Regions from separate parts of the Danio rerio genome. Here region 2 is linked to region 1. A link is a contact called in public Micro-C data. All regions are on one chromosome and are shown on one strand. Each heading gives the region's core, a stretch centred on a gene start, on an enhancer-like site or on the middle of the called end of the contact. The rest is flanking DNA. Distances are from core to core; before and after follow the strand shown. Region 1 overlaps alcama (activated leukocyte cell adhesion molecule a). Region 2 holds the start of alcama (activated leukocyte cell adhesion molecule a).

Region 1 (3,758 bases), core at 371-2,870:
ATCCATTGTGCAGCTTACACTGAATGCATTGATGCAGGCTAAACAAATAGTAACATAAAACACCGTTAATAACCTTAGAAACCCACCACATCCCAAATAACCTACCACAACTTCTTCCGTCATCATTATATTTTACAGGAAAAACTAAACACTTTCATACATGTGATGTGAATGACGTGAGAGGTGATCTTTCATTACAAATCTAAGATTAATCTACCAGAAAAAAAATGAATTAATCGCTATGTTTGTATCGAAACATGGGTTGTGATCCGTATGAATCACTGATCAACCATGATTCAAAACACCCCTAGGAAACACCCATACACTCTCACATTCACGCACACACTCATACACCACGGCTAATTTAATTAATCCAATTCACCTTTAGCTCATGTCTTTGGACTGTGGGGGAAACCAGAGCACCCAGAGGAAACTCACATGAACACGGGAGAACATACAAACTCCATGCCAGCAACCTTCTTGCTGTGAGGTCACAGTGCTAACCACTAAGCCACCGTGCTGGCACATTATCTCCTTATTCTAAGCCTAAAGTGAATTTTAAGTTACTATTCTGATGATGTTGAATTCAAATTATATTGTATTAATTTAGCAAGCCAGCACTTTAAAGAGCAGAAAGTAAATGACACGAGGCTGAGTAAATGAAATTCATTTTTGGGGAACACATGGGAGCTGCAGTCAAAATCCCTGTTGACGGAAACCCTGTGGGGTGGCGATAAAACTTTCCTGAGGCTCTAAACAACACTCATATAAAAGTTACGATGAATGTGCAACTTCAAGCCACCTGCCAGCTTCAACTCCAAATCCACCCATGACGCTAAAGACATGCAAATGCCACAATGTTTTTCCTAATCTCATTTGGTAGGGGGAAAGGGTCTCTTAGAGGCCTGGGGGCAATTAGACACAACACTGAAGAAATGACAGCAGATGGTCTTGGGTTTCCACCAGAGCCTTACCTGGCTGCCTTCTCCTCCGTTACACACTTCACAACATTAATTATAAACTATAGCACTACTGCCACAAAGATGCCTGAAACGCATTGCCAAATCCAACTTTCTAAAAGTTGAACTCAGACTTCGGCTTCCTAATAAGCACCAATCCCATTACAGATGCAAGTGTTGAAAAAAAAGGGTTCAATACAGTAATACCGAGTTAATTGAAGCCTGTGGCCATCTTCTTTCTTGCTTTAGCGTGGTAACAGGCAGAGTTAATGAGGATGACCCCCTCTAGAGTAAGTCTGCTGTGAGCTTTGCTGGCTCCAGGATCTGCTGTGCCGATTTAGCGCACGGTCTTTTGCTATCAGACCTCCTTTTGTGTTGTTCACTCTCAACACAGCCCTAATCCTGACTAAAAGCCCTGATTCTGCAGTAATCCCAGCCAGTGTGTGAAGATGTGACAGAGGAAGCCATTGATCTTTGAGTTTACCCAGGGAGTTGGACTAGTGGCTTGTATTAAAGCTTCCCTACACTCACGGATGGCTGGTAGTGCTGGCACACGGAGCTGCATTTATTACTATTAATGTGAAGTATTTGGTGATCTCATCACGTCTGGCTGTGAGCGTGTGTGTGTTGACTTGCAGAGAGAGATCGAGGAAGCGAAAAGACAAACTCAGGCGGGCAGGTTGAGTCATACGCAGAGATAAACGTGGCATCTGAATGTGCTGCATACTAGAAATGCTGCCTGTAGATCTGCTCACATGTTACCCACTCAAAAGGGACTTCTTGTTGTTCTACAATTTATGATATTATATTGTTCTATTATTATTACAGGTTAACCACAACTCTTGCTTTAAAACAAATTGGGATGTGAAATACACACTTTCATTTACATATCAAGAATAGGCCAATAGGGATTGTTATTAGGGATGCTCTGATCAGGATTTTTGCAGCAGATACCAAGTACCGATTCCTTGCCATGGTGATCGGCCAATACAGATTACCGATTCTAATGCTTCAAGCTGTATAATGCAAGGACATTTTTCAAACAATATGAAATGGTAAAGAGAGGATCTTGCCTTGCCACATTTAGGTGTGAACATGGCCATAAGCAGCTTTACAGAAAACAAGTCATTCATTTATTTTAGTTCAGCTTAGTCCTTTATTCATCAGGGGTTTGCCACAGCATAATGAACCGCCACAGAAAATAATATAACACAGATATAAAAATTGGTAAGAAAAATTGTAACTTGAAAACATTGCAAATGAAGGAAGAATTCAATGTCTCAATCAAAACAAAGTTTGGAGCACATATTTGATGCATAAGAAGTTGAAATGCACACCTATAAATCTAATACTTCTTTACTAAAAGGAACTAGACCTAAAAGCTACTGTTTATTGTAATAAGTGTATTAAAAGTAGTTATATTATTAAATATTCATGTTAAAAAAATATTAAAAAGTTTTATTCATCTAATAATTCCACCCAGCTTTTAGTGAACTTGCAATATTGTCAAAAACACAGAACTTTCAGCTGTTAGAAAGGCCTAAATACATGAAAGACCATTCAAATATTTTGCTAGTCTCCAACTATTGACAGCAGATCCCTCAATGAGAGAGAGGGAGAGATTAACACTCGCAATATCTTTACTGCTCTATTCATTTAATCTAACAAATGTAATGCTTAGAACATCACTGTATCTCTTGCGATCTGTTTTCTTGCTCATTCAATCTAATTGCCTTGATTTCCAGGTATTTTACTAATTTTGTGGGATCACAGAGCCTATATTAACATGTGGAAGGCTTGTGGAGCTTCCGGGAGAGGTCATAAGGTTGGATGAGACACTAGATAGGGGCGATAGACTGCATAAACAGGTCGCACTACATCTGTATATATTTTAGCTGCTGTGAGATGAGGGCAGTGATTGCTCAAACCTCCACACATTATTTACCTCCTCATATGTTGTGACTGCTGCAGGCTATGTATAATAAACAGGAGCACACGTGCATGTTCCTCTGCTTGTAAACTCATAAACAAACACCTGCGATCGGTTCATGAGCTCAGCCAGATTGGCAAGTACCGATTGAGTCATTACATGTGATTATTGGCCAATACTAATCTTCAGCCAATCGATCGTAACAACCCTAATTGTTATTTTAGAAATTTCAAAAGGACAGCATTAATTTGAATAATAAAAGTTTGGTGACGTTATAAGCATCATTTTTGACGTATTAAATGTGTCAATTTATTTTATGATTTTAATTTGAACACAGATGTTAATTAATTCAGTGTCTCATTAGTTTGCACAAAATTATTAATGAGAGAAAAGCTTTGACAAGAAATATTTTTGAGCAGCAAGTCAGCATATAATGATTTCTGAAGTATCATGTGATGGCATAATATTTAAAATGCAGCTATGCCATCACAGGAACAAAATGCTGTTTAAACATTTTTATATTATTTCCTAGTTCTACTGTTATTACTATATCCCTTTAACTGCCCCACCAAGATTTTTTTTTTACTTAACTACTAATGTCGCTAGTTAACACACTCAATGTATTTTTTAAACACACCCATATTTATAAATATCAACCTCTGCCAAATGGTAAATATGTCAGTCTATGGTAAAAGTACCGGAATTAATACATACAGTATAATAATCTAAAAATATTAAGTCTAAGACAAAATAATTAAAAAATATATTTAAACTAAAACATTTTTGAAAACTAAATTATATATATTTTTTTGAAGTATGCCATAAAATAGTTCAGATTCTCATTTAACATGATTTTGGTTTCATTGTAA
Region 2 (3,758 bases), core at 861-3,360, 35 kb after region 1:
ATGATCAACATTTCAGTTCAAAATGTATGTGACAGACACATTGTTTGCTCTCCACAACTTTCAAAGAACATTTCCCCTAATTAGTTTAGTTTTAAATGCTGCCCGCTGTGGAGCACATGATTTTGAATAAACATCTTTCAATAATGTGAGGTTATGCAATTAATGTGAGCAATTATAAACTCTAAATGCTTTTAAACTCACTTGAGATGAAGTATAGAGGGCCAAACCAAAGGACATGCTGGCTGTATTTCAAGCCAAAACACATGTGTGCACTGCTTTGAAATAATATTAAAATCATAGGTCTATCTATCTATTCATCTAGACAGACAGACAGACAGACAGACAGACAGACAGACAGATAGACAGATAGATAGATAGATAATAATATTATTATTCAAGAAAACGTTCCAAAAAGAATAATGAGCACTACTAGCTGTTGCAACATCCACCTCCACCATCCAAGTTATCAATCATTCTACCGCCTTATCATAGCTTCGTAGCATCTCAATGAAGACGAATAAAGACAGCAATCTCCAATGAATTTTGATGAGCAAACTAACATGTGACACTGATAAAACCATACACCAGTCAAATGACTGAATTTGTTACAAACAACACTCCACCTCCGCAGCCTCTCGTGAGCAAGCACACGCTCGTTCTCGCTCTCTCTCTCTTTCTCTCTACCACACACACAAACACACAAGCACGCGCGCACACACATAGCGCACAGACGCGCTCAAAGATTCACGCTGGGCAGCGATGTTCGCGCGCACCTCAAAACCCTTGACTTTAATTAGCAAATAACTTTAAATAATGAGAGTAGGCTGTGCAATCCAAAAATAAAGCAGTGGCTTATGGATAAAACAAGTAGAAATACAAATATTGTATCATAGCATGGATTTAGAATGAATGGGTACTGCAGCGACCCCACAGTAAAATACATTTAGTAGTCTGAAATGCAAAAAGGAAAACTTAATTGCAGTCGCGTTAGTTGATTTGGATCTTATCTGTGAATCCATGATCCATATCACAAAAACACACTGAGTGTTTAGTACTGCAAACGATCCAGTTTTCACGGAGTCCGTGATCGGGGGACCGGTTACATTCGTTTTGTTCGTGCAAATTCATGCAGTATGGATTTAGTTGGCGTAAAGTAATGCACATAGGTTTGTGAATATGCAGCTCATTTTTTCTTAGGGCACAATTAATTCATTGTGTTTCAATAGAATTACCCATTAATATATAAGTGTATGTATCACGAAACAACAGCACTAACAACATTAGAGTGACTAAAACAAACAGGACGTGCTGGAATTATTGGCTAATTTGTCCCTTCATGGTCCGCGTTTAGTTTCTATTTGTGTCTTAGCCTACTCGTCTAGGTACAATAGAGATGGGGATTCAGAAACGCGCAGGTGTGATGTCACTGCCATATATCCTATGTTTCTGCGAGTGATATCGTAGCTGAACCGAAACATAAATACGTAGTATTAACAGTACGTCGCGTGTCATCTCAAACTAAAAGTTGAAATGCTTGTACAGAGAATCCTTTTAAGTTTGAAACATCTATCACAGTCTCCTGCTGCTGGTCATAGAAAATAAATGAATGAGAGTGTTCTAGGCGGGCACAGATGGCTTAATCTTCTTCAGGTGGAGAGTTGACCTCTTGTTCTTAACGTGGGAGAAATGAAAAGTGCAACACATGACCTGGCAAATGATTGCCAACGAATCGCATCAAAGGCTATTAAAACACTTGTTGATGCTATATAAGGAAGTTTTTAAGTCGAATGGTCACTACAGGAACGATCCTCTTTAACATACTTTTTGCAAGCAGTACAACATGGAAGAATGAATGAGTGAGATTAATATTTTCCTAATAAATTAATTTACATACCTGGAGCAAACACAGCGGCAGCTATGAAGGCACCGAAAAGGCAGATAACCGAATGCATCCTTAAAGAAAACCCCGGTTCTCCTTTATACAGTCCGGCGACAGTCTCAATAGAGAGAGATGTAGGTCTGAAGTTGTTAGATAGTATTGAGAGTTGAGTGCGCTGAAAGATCAGACGGGTTGCTCTACAGAGCGCAGGTGGAGTCTGGAGCTTAGACGGGCAGCCAGTGGCGAGAGTGTGAAATCAGGCAGCAGAGTTGGGCTCTAAGCCCCGCCCCGCAACGCCTCCACCGACACGCCCTCTTCGGGTGAAGCGCCGTCGCTCCGGTAACATTTGACATATGCTGATGTTTCATCAACGCTGCAAAGTACAAGTAGGCTACATCTTGCGAGCACATAGGCGTAAGTTCGTTGTTGTTTTTTAACACTTCTGGCTGTATATATTCTAACCAAAGAATCCTAAATATGTTTCTGCAGGGTGCCATTGAGTTAATTTTGAGATTAAAATCTTAAATAAAGTTGAAATGGGCTAATCAAACATTTAATTAAATTTATAAGTAAACTCATACCACTGAAATAAATAAATCAATAATTAGATTAAAATAATAATTATTATTGCAAAATAATATTCATACATTTTTTTTTCAGCTAAGTCCCTATATTAATTTGGAGTTTGCTACAGCGGAATGAACCACCAACTTATACAGCATATGTTTTATGCAGCGGATGCCCTTCCAGCTGCAACCCAACACTGGGAAACACCCATACAGTCTCATTCACACATATACACAACAGACAATTTAGCTTTTTAGCATGCCTTTGGACTGTAGGGGAAACCGGAGCACCCGGAGAAAACCCACGCAAACACGGGGAGAACATGCAAACTCCACACAGAAATGCCAACTGGCCCAGCCGAGGCTCGAACCAGTGACCTTGCTGTGAGGTAACATCGCTACCCACTGCGCTCCGCCTGTAAAATATTGTATAACACAAAATGAATTAACTAATTAATTATTTCATTCATTCATTCACTTATTCATTTTCTTTTCGGCTTAGTCCCTTTATTAATCTGGGTTCACCACAGTGGAATGAACTGCCAACTTATCCAGCATATGTTTTACGGAGCGAATGCCCTTCCAGCTGCAACCTATCACTGGACAACATCCATACACTTTAACACAAAATATTTAACAGTATTAACACAAGCAATACATAATTTCATATCAGAATAAATAAATGTTTTAATACAAAATAATAAAAATATATATTCAAATAATGTTTTAGACTTGTTTATATTAATTTAGTAAAAAGGTTTACCTAGTTTTAATATGTAGGTCTATAAGTATAACTATAACTAACCCAACGCTTTTAACATTTTAGGACCCTTGTACATTCATTCATTCATTCATTCATTCATCCATTCATTCATTCATTCATTCATTCATTCATTCATTCATTCATTCATTCATTCATTCATTCATTCATTCAGATGGCCTTTGAATTACTTCAGTTTATATAAACCAACTTATTTAAATGACCAATTGTCATCTAGGCTCATCTAGGATTTGATTTAAATGATTTTTACAATACACATAAAAAACAATTGAATATGAGTCACACAGCCCAGTTTATTAGTGTGGATTAGATCTACTCCACAAGTAAGCTGTTTCATGAAACTGGTGAGCTCTATTGTTTTATAAATGCATATAATTACACAGAACACCTCACAGCTAATAAAAATCTGTGTTCAGCAGTGTCACCCCATTTTGTTTCCCACTTTGTCATTAGGCAGACAGGCTCTGAGGAAGAAACTGACACCAACTGAGTCACACTGAATTTGAAAATGAATGAAATGCAGCGATGAATC

The links. Hi-C and Micro-C count contacts between places; a contact is called where the count stands out from the background.
Region 2: a contact with region 1 is called in a Micro-C map of caudal fin, with 4 times the contacts expected there. The contact joins the promoter of alcama here to the enhancer-like site in region 1. A contact is called at or near these places in 2 of 18 Hi-C or Micro-C datasets (caudal fin and an unstated tissue) and 1 of 4 datasets of contacts at active chromatin or transcription factors (embryo).

The regions. Positions count from the first base shown.
Region 1 is chr10:33,722,216-33,725,973 of GRCz12tu, forward strand. All of the region lies in intron 1 of alcama (activated leukocyte cell adhesion molecule a), which reads right to left. All of the region lies in intron 4 of LOC141376396 (a long non-coding RNA gene), which reads left to right. Among named protein-coding and RNA genes, the nearest start is that of alcama, 35 kb to the right of the region's middle. Within about 2 kb of position 1,621, at least 3 of the 62 cell types and tissues checked have an H3K27ac peak or open chromatin away from gene starts, as enhancers often do. A contact at or near this core is called in caudal fin, where this site is marked.
Region 2 is chr10:33,757,015-33,760,772 of GRCz12tu, forward strand. alcama (activated leukocyte cell adhesion molecule a) reads right to left here and starts at 2,111. Exons shown (of 16, transcript NM_131000.1): 1 at 1,895-2,111. The coding sequence starts at 1,952. All of the region lies in intron 4 of LOC141376396 (a long non-coding RNA gene), which reads left to right.